Regions from separate parts of the Bombyx mori genome. Here region 2 is linked to region 1. A link is a contact called in public Hi-C data. All regions are on one chromosome and are shown on one strand. The core of a region is the stretch at or near the end of the contact, and the rest is flanking DNA. Distances in the headings are between cores, read along the strand shown. Region 1 overlaps LOC134199745 (a long non-coding RNA gene). Region 2 overlaps LOC134199745 (a long non-coding RNA gene).

Region 1 (4,676 bases), core at 1,432-3,931:
AAAAAATGTGCTTTGCATATAGCTCGTGCATTTGTAAAGCTCTTCTGACTTCAATACTCGTGTTGACAGGCTTTTACAACTAAGTTTGTCTTTATAAGCGAAATTCAACAGCTTTACCAGGATTCGGAGTGATTGGCGGTCGACTATATTGGTCCGTAGAACAAATTGAACAAGACATGATTTTTGCATTATTTTTTTATCCATGAGTGCACGTCCACGGTCAAATCTAAAACAGATCAGCGATACAGAACAACCCAGTACCGAATGGCTATAACGGGTCTCATTCTCGAAAACCCTCACTGACGCCAGAACATTCTAGAAATAGAAATTACTAATAAAAATCTAATATTGTTGCAAAATTTACGGAAGAGTGATTCAATGGCTTTTTTTTTTAAAATGCGATTCTTTTTGGCAAACATGAAGTGGTTTGTTTTGTTGCAAACAATGTATTATAATACAATCTAATATTTAAACGGATAATTTCGCTAGACTTAGCAGTCAAATTCAGAAGGAATGAAATTAATTAAAGGATGTTAAATATCTAAAAGTAATAGGTATAAAATATCGTATCAAAGTATACAACAAATGAACCAGATATTCAACGCAATCAGAGGTTCAAAATATGTAATTATGGGCGAAACCTAATAATAGATAAGATATCTATTTTTTTTTATTTAATTTCATAAAACATCATATCGAACGATACTTTTATCGGCCGCCTATTTCCTACTAACCTATATACACCCACTTATCTTGAACCTTGAAGAAATAAATCGCTACTTAAAAAAAGAAAAATTGGCACGACACATCTAGTTTCACGAGCGGTGACATTGAAAATTTTTAATTCGTGAATCCATTCATTATTACGTTGGCGAATGAAGAAAGAATAAAAAATTCCGATTGTCGTCTGAATAATAATTTACGTTGATCGTTGCGGAAAAATACCGTTGTATTTCATTGGTTATTTCAGGTTCGCGATTGCGTAGTAGGAAACGTCGTGTAGTAATAATATGCGTAGGGAACGAACTAATAGCGTGGTAATGTTTTTGACATATTTTTTTATTTTAAATTATTCTGCTGGCATAAAATATGCTCCCATCTGCAACAATGATTGTATTTGAAAACATTTTATCATTCTATAAGTCGTTGCTTGTAACTTTGAGTAGTTTCTTGTAGTGGATTCGTCCAAAGGAAATGAAGAAATGAGTTATTGTAGATATTACAACGCTGCCTATTTTGGGCCACAAAGCATTTATAAAGTTGACATTTCGAGCCTATAACTATCATTTGGCCCTATCTACGAAAAAAATATCACACTCAAGAGAATTGCACATAAAACGCATTTATTGTTAATGGCGTTAAAATCAACCGTGTCTCACAAGTTGAGCATCCGTTCATTAACCCAACAGTACAGTACAAAGGCTGCACAGAACAGAATCAGAGTGGGTTTTCAAACGACCACATAAATTACACGAGTAAGGTACTTATACTACCGCTGCTGTTAAAATATATATATCCCTCAAGAAAATTTCTCCATTAATTTTATGTCAGAGTTCTAATGAAGTAAAGCATTGGCTTGTGCGGAAATTGCTTGGTTCGTTGGTTAGTTCTAAATATATTTACGAACCTAATTCCTGTTACAATCTGGTAAAGACTTTTACACCTGTCCGTTTATTCCACTAAGTAATTTTAAAATTTTATCAAACCAAATTGGACGTGATATGTTTTTAGCTAAGTTTTTTCCGATATTTTGTGTTTGCTCCGTTTAAATCGGTTGACAAATAAGCATAATAATATACAGAAATTTATTTATTAGTTTTGTAGTATTTATTAGCAAGACTTCTAGATTGTCGATTTAAATCCGGAACGGGTAACGAATTTGACTGGTTATTTTAATCAATCACTAAGCTTTGCGGCAAAACTAAAAAAGTAAATAAAATACCACTTAATTTATAAAAATATGTTTCAAAAACTACATTACTTACATATATACAAAAAGGATTTTATAAAGAGATTGTCGTTCCTACATAAAACATTTGAGTTAGTTCAGGTCAAAGATCTTACAACAGCGAAACCACCCACGTTACATCCTTTGACTTCCCTATTGGATTATGTGTAGGTTTCTTCGCCCTTTTGTAATGCAACACGAACCTTTAGCACAAACTATTAATGTACTTAAACGTCTAAAATTACGTGGATTGACTCATATTTTGCAACGCCCCGACTAAATATTTAAGACCTAAAAACCAAAGTTTGACAGCAAATTCCAGTTATAACACTGATAGAACCTGTCAAGATTTTTATTTTATATCTCATCACAAAAACGATGAATAAGGTAATGAAATGATAACCATCATACTTATTATACGACAAGTAAAAAAATACGTTATATAATACATATTAATTAAGAAGAAACAAAACAGAGGAATATGGTCATCAGATAATGCAAAGACAAATATTACTGACTTGGGTTAAGTTTTTTTTAAATATTCTAATAGATTAGAATCCCGATGTCTCTGAACCTCGTATTCAAATAACAGCTTAACTTAAATAAATAAAAAACTGACTCGAATTAATAATAAAATTTTAATCGCGTCGATTAATAGGACCATAGGATCAGCTGTAGCGCAGCATCGAAACCGAAAGTGTACCCGTAGGCGAGATAATGACGAGGCCGGCTGTGAGTCAGTCGGTTATTCCTGACATCCTGGCCCAATTACACGTTACAACGATTAAGGAGAAGCACGAGCAACGCGACGCGACGCTTGTACACTTTTAACCGGTTCGCGTAAACCGGCCATAAAACAAAAAAACAAAAAACCGGTATGTAGTAGACACATGGAAACTAGAATGTTAAAATGTTACAAATTTTCTTTAATTATTAGAATTAGTTTTATTAGAGATTATTTAGAGAAGCTGAGAGAAGTGCGCGTTTGGAATGGTATGGACATGTGATGAGACCAAATGAGTATGTGGTTTTTAAAAGTAGCATCGAGTAGTAAAAATCAAACCCTCAAAAATTATAATTTGCGTAATTACTGATGGTAGGACCTCTTGCGAGTCCGCACGGGTAGGTACTACCTGCTTATTTCTGCCGTGAAGCAGTAATGCGTTTCGGTTTGAATCTTCTTGATCTTTGAACTCATATCTCAAGGTAGGTAACTACTTAACACCAGGTGAGCTGTGAGGAGCTCATCCCCTCATCTGTGCAATAAAAAAAAATGGAATAACTTAAACTGGAAGGAATAGTAACTTCGTGTAATACAATAAAGATTCTACAAAGCACACTACTAGATGGGTACGATTACCCGTCTATTCACCGTGTACCCATTTGTTTCGGTTACAGGATCGAATTCTCAGTATGCGATTCTTTCAATACATTTGAGACTTCTTGTTTGAAGATGGTGACGCATTTACAGTACAGGAAGCGATTACTAAATTGTGACCAACTACGTTATTTAAACACTAATTTATATATCTGATTATTATTATTATTTTATTTTAATTACACGATATTCGAGTGACCTTTAACTAATAAGTAACGTAATTATGTGAGTTAATAAATTTTTCCTCAACCAAAACGGAATCCGATCAGAATAATGATCGACTCCCATAGTGATAATGTTTCGTCAAACAGTCGTTTTGAGGAAAATTAAATTTTAGTTTAAAACTAAACGTGGCCTTAACAACAAACACGTGGGACGCAGTGAAGACGATTTAACGAATCTTTATAGAGCATATCTCTGAGAATGCGGAATATGTGTGAATTGTTGAAATTCGACATAGCAACAAAGTTTATTTTTCACATTAAATAAAGCGACGGCCAATTCTGAATGGGATTTTATTTTAAATTGATTTAACATTTTTACATAATTCTTAATAAAACGTTCTTCAATATTTATTGATTTTTATTTACTGATGTGATATGAATTTAAGGATCATAGATGCAAATTTCTGACTATTGATCATTCAATTATTTTAATCAAAAATTTGTCAACTGTTTTAAGTCAAATCTCAGCCAGCTCTTATCAGAGAATCATTGGACAAGGGAATACTTTATCAGCCAAACTTAAAAGTTCCTTTTTCCTATGGGATAATTATATGGCATATTTAAGGGAATAAAAAGACTTCCATCCTAGGTAGTTTTCCAATTACAGAGCATAATTTGACTCAGTGGCATACAATGCCGAATTATGATGAAGCTTAATTGGAACGTGAATTAGTTTTCAAATGCATCAGCAGAGTTCGCTAAGTTCAGTGTTGAAAAAAAAATATTCATGGAGTTAGCAACCTCATTAATGTATAAACAATGTGGTAAACAATAATAATTGTTTGAAAACTATTTACGGTTATTTTAAGTAATTTGGATTTTGATTATTTTGTAAATTTTCTGTCACTGAGTTGGTATCGATTGCGAGTGCCTATCACGCGAGAACAGTACTTTTGCTTGATTGTGCGAAGCGTTGCTGTAGTTGGAACATTCAACGTTGAGCATTATGCCGCATAATGCGCCCTAGTGCTGTAATTGGAAAACTACCCTATATACCTATGTATTTCAGCAAGGCTTTTGAGTCACTTCACAATTTAAGCTATTAGGATTCACATCCATTGCCCTCGACAACAGTTGGTAGTGTCAAGAGAACGAGAGCCAGTTTCGTCAACACCAGCACGAATCG
Region 2 (4,646 bases), core at 1,702-4,201, 51 kb before region 1:
ATCATCGGACACAAGATAACGTGGTCGGGTTCAAAAAGAAAAAAAAACTGGCTGCATTTTTGTTATCGCCGTAAAGCCTACGATTTCGGTGCACCGGACTCGAGAAGCGGTTTTTCGTTGATGAACAACTTTTATGGCTTTTTTCATTCATTCCCGTTCTGGGAAAGGCGGCTTTTTGGCGCCCGGTAAGATCTCACATTGGATTTTTTTTTGTTGCCGAATAAAAAAGTTAGCGCTATCTTTGTATGAACGAACGTCGAGATAATTATTGGGAACCGACCCGTTCTTTATTTTTTTTTTCGATCAAAATAACTGACCCAAGCTCTTTTGCGTAAAGATAAATGAAGGAGAAGCCTACGCGCTTCGTTTGGAGACCGGCGGCTTGCTACATGATTATCAGACTTTTGTAATTGTGATCTTTGACAGCTGAAGAGGCAATGTACCTTTAAAGTTTGGCGTGTCGATCAGTATTCTGTGATCATTAAGGTAGATATATTTTTAATACATATGCATTTTATGATGTTTATATTATTTTATTGACGAATGAACGCCCTTACTGCCCACTTGGTGATAAGCGGTTGTAATATATTGCTACTTCGCAGTAGAAATAGACAGGGTAGTGGTACCAACCGTGCGGGCTAACAAAATGCTCTGCTACCAGTAATTACATCAATTATATTTTTACATAGGCCTCTCCCAATCTACACCACTGAGCCCGGTCTGCGGCTCTCCTCATCCACTTCTTGCCGGCCACCGTGCGGAGGTCATCATATTATTATTATTATTTCATACCCAACGCTTGAACATAAGACAACAAAAATCATATTCGAAAATGCACAGCATAAACGTGGAATGCATAAACCGTAGATAAACAATAGAACTTTTATTATTCACGAACAAAAAGACATTCGTACCGAGAAGACAATTTGACTATACATCGAAGAACAAAACCATTTTGTCTATTGTCGAAGAAACTATTATTTGATCTATGAATTGTTGAAGTACGGGTGGCACACTGGACGAAAGAATACATCGGTTTTTGTCTCATAGCCTTTGTGGGAGATATCATTTATGAGACTTCTCTTTTTAATGGAGGGCAGATGTTACTCAAGGTGCGAGGTAAGGTGGACTCAGAGGTCCGTATTCACATTCCGTGCCAGTAATTGACAACACCTGCCGTGTTCGGAGTCCGTCACTGTTTGTACCTGTCGGAGATTAGGCGACTCGAATTTGATTTAAACTCAATTTAATGATTCGAATCGCTTTAAAAATTCGAGAGGGTTCGCAATTATTTTCCTTATCGTCCGTCGCTTTTCGTCGACAATTATTATCGTGTACGGTATTTAAAAAGTGCAACGGTTCTCAAACTTATTTCTCCCTCAAACGTTATGGAGGACATTATTAATAAAAAAAATATATTTTTTTATTGCTTAGATGGGTGGAAAGCTCGCAGCACACCTGGTGTTAAGTGGTTACTGGAGCCCATGGACATCTACAACGTAAATGCGCCACCCACCTTGAGATATAAGGTCTCAGTATAGTTACAACGGCTGCCCCACCCTTCAAACCGAAACGCATTACTGCTTCACGGCAGAAATAGGTGGGGTGGTGGTACCTACCCGTGCGGACTCACAAGAGTAAAAATCACCACCAGTAAAAATCCCCCTCAAATTAAAATAATGCAAGAATTAGAATTGATTATATTCGAATCGCTCATAGGGCGCGCACAGGACGAGTTCTATCAACGAAGGTTTCCTCATTAAAATAATCTGATTAATGAATCAACTTTAACTGAAGGTTTATTTTTTTTTCTCTCTCACATATTAACCATAAGACGCCTTCGTGCTACTTCCGAACAGGTGAGACCAGGATACCACCGGTCGTTATCATAAATTCACCCCCTCCCCCCTTCTATTCCCGTAATAAGTCCTTAAACATTTGTTAATGTCCCCGAATGGTTATTTAATGTGATCCTTGTGTTTTTTGTATATCTGCCTGTACAAGGGCATGGGGTATGCGCTGGTTACTGTTGCAGGTGCATACTTTAATGGGCACTTGTCTAAAAATAGATAGTGGATTGTTGTATTATGATGGTTGGTCCATGCAGGTTGTTATAAACTAAACGAACCAGATGAAAAGCACATTTAGATATTCAAGTTGTTTCATTTATTTCGTTTTTTAATTAAAGTCACCATTGTGCACGGAGCCTAAGGCGGCTGTCGCCCATATAATTAACAATGTAAACTGGCTGCTTGCGGTTGGTTCTTTCTCGTGAGCATACGCCCATAAGCAAAATTGTTTTTAGGACATATATTGTTAATTATTATTAACGAACAGAGAAGCAAAGTTCTAGTACTGAGCAGCTACCAAAGTAATTAGATACAATGTAAAGCGCTGGATTGATCAAGTGAAAATACTTACTAAAGCCCCAGTTAACGATTGCGTGCACCAAGCTGCAGTCCGCGAATTATGGAAAACAGCAGTCAAGGTTTTAATAAGCAAGCATTCCACGTGGCCGCGACTGTTCTGCCAAGAGTAGCCGACTATGATGATGATAATGAAATTCTGCAGTTCAAATTGCGGTCAACTTCGGAATCAAATCTATCTAGCCGAAATTCATACTAATACTGCAGAGAGACGGTGAAAAATTACTAGCAGCGTGTAGACCGCACTCCAATATTTCCGGATTATCCGGAACATGAAAAAAGTAGTAGTAGGTAGTAGGCTACTACCAAGCAAATCCTCTGTCTAGAAGTAATTACGAAATGTTTTGATGTTCACGAAAACATTTGTCAATTTGTAATGGCAGGGGACGCGGACGTGTTAAATTGAATAACACGTAAAAGTAATGATTAGGCTCAGAACCCAAGACCAACCAACACACATTAATGAACACACAGTTCGTCACAGTTTTTATCATACAGTTTCGTATACGCGGACAAATCATACAAAGATAACATTTAATTTTCAAGAGTCTTGTGCACGTGCCCTTAGGTAATCAACCTTTCGTTCACGAACAATGTTATTAAGTACTCGACGGAATATTAATTAAACCGTTTGCCCAACACTTAAGATGCAAAATTGGATAACAAAAGAATTATAAAGCGCTCTATCAATATTGTTTCAAAATTAATGTTTGGTCAAAGAAATTCCTAATGTTTTATCGGACTTAATGGCTACGCAATAAGAGCCATAATCGTATAAAGTTCGTATTAAATTACAGTCTCCCGAGCCTGTTTCCTGCCGGATAATCATAAGTTTGGAAAGTGCACTACAAGCTGTAATTTTCTATAATTCCGGCGCCTTGTCTCTACTGAAAATAACGCCTTTAATTACATCGAATTCCACGTAATTATGTCAGTTAACGCACGTTAACTTTCAATTATGACAATTTGTGCTATCAAGAGACGGGCCCTTGAGTATTTGATATATCGTCTAGTTTTAGGGTTCGAATTTTTAGTGTGCATATTAAAAAGAAAGACTTTTTTTACGACGTGGGGTTATTTAAAGTATAAGACGAGTACTGTTTACTTAATATGAGAGTGATTTATACTAGCAGGATTTCTCGAATACGAGCCAAATCATCAAGAATGTTATTTCCTCGTGTCAAATGTCAAGAAGATCTCAGCTAAAAAAAGCGATTGTCGTTTGCATCAGTTTTTCTTAGTCCCGCATTTTATGAAAAATTTTCATAATATATTTATTATAATATGAAGCACTCCCGCATAACGCAATCCCATATTACAGTCTCGCTACGCTTGCATTTCAAAAAAATCTCTGGATGTAAGTAGTCTCGCAGTAAGGCACGATAAAACTAGGGAGAAAAAAAAAAAACCCGGAACTCAAGACGCAAACACATACATGTCTTCTAACATATAATTGTTTAGGTTGAAATTGAAACTAAACTTATAATTAAAGAAACGGATGCGCATCAAAATTCATTCGGTTTTAAAACATTAACTCATTTCATTTTATGTTAATCAAAGTGCTTGGTTTCAGATTAATGGCTGCCTACTATCTATCTATCTTACTTTTTTCGGTTCCAACCACAGTTTATTGTCTAGAACGATGCATTACGTTGCTATTACAGAAAATTAAATTATATTCTAAACTCAATAATGTTGTTAATGCAGACTAACAAAAAGCGCTAAATTAAATATTGCGGCTACGTCTTTGAGGAAGTTCAGAGTTAAGCTGCTTCCATTTATACAGATGAACAACTAAGAGAATAGGCGATCCATAGATCATAGAAACACACACTGTATTTCTATGATCTGTGAAGCGATCTGAAAAATGTTCAGCAAATTCCGAGTTTTTAATTCGCTAGCCAAAAACGAATATTATAGCCGTAAAAAACGCAACATCCGTCAATATAGCAATAACTCTTCCTCTTTAGCTTCTCCACCACTGAAAGACATTACTCTACATGTGTTATAGGAAACCAACAAAGAACAACAGAGCTCCGGGTTGACTATAACCTCATCGTTACCACCGGTGATCGAAGATCTATGTAGAAATGCGGCTGTGAACCAATTCTTGTTTATCGTGATTTACAAGGTCGTGCTTAGAATAGCCCTACTCCATCTCTTCCTGGAAGGTCGTGTTTAGAATAGGCATTCTCCATCTCTTCCTATAGCAAAACCTTT

What was found. Hi-C and Micro-C count contacts between places; a contact is called where the count stands out from the background.
Region 2: a contact with region 1 is called in a Hi-C map of posterior silk gland, with 1.5 times the contacts expected there. The contact joins two enhancer-like sites. A contact is called at or near these places in 2 of 7 Hi-C or Micro-C datasets (posterior silk gland and whole pupa).

What each region holds. Positions count from the first base shown.
Region 1 is chr11:18,680,551-18,685,226 of ASM3026992v2, reverse strand. The region is part of intron 2 of LOC134199745 (a long non-coding RNA gene); the gene reads right to left. Among protein-coding and RNA genes, the nearest start is that of LOC134199745, 39 kb to the right of the region's middle. Within about 2 kb of position 2,681, at least 5 of the 8 cell types and tissues checked have open chromatin away from gene starts, as enhancers often do.
Region 2 is chr11:18,732,081-18,736,726 of ASM3026992v2, reverse strand. All of the region lies in intron 3 of LOC134199745 (a long non-coding RNA gene), which reads right to left. Among protein-coding and RNA genes, the nearest start is that of LOC134199746, 62 kb to the left of the region's middle. Within about 2 kb of position 2,951, at least 1 of the 8 cell types and tissues checked has open chromatin away from gene starts, as enhancers often do.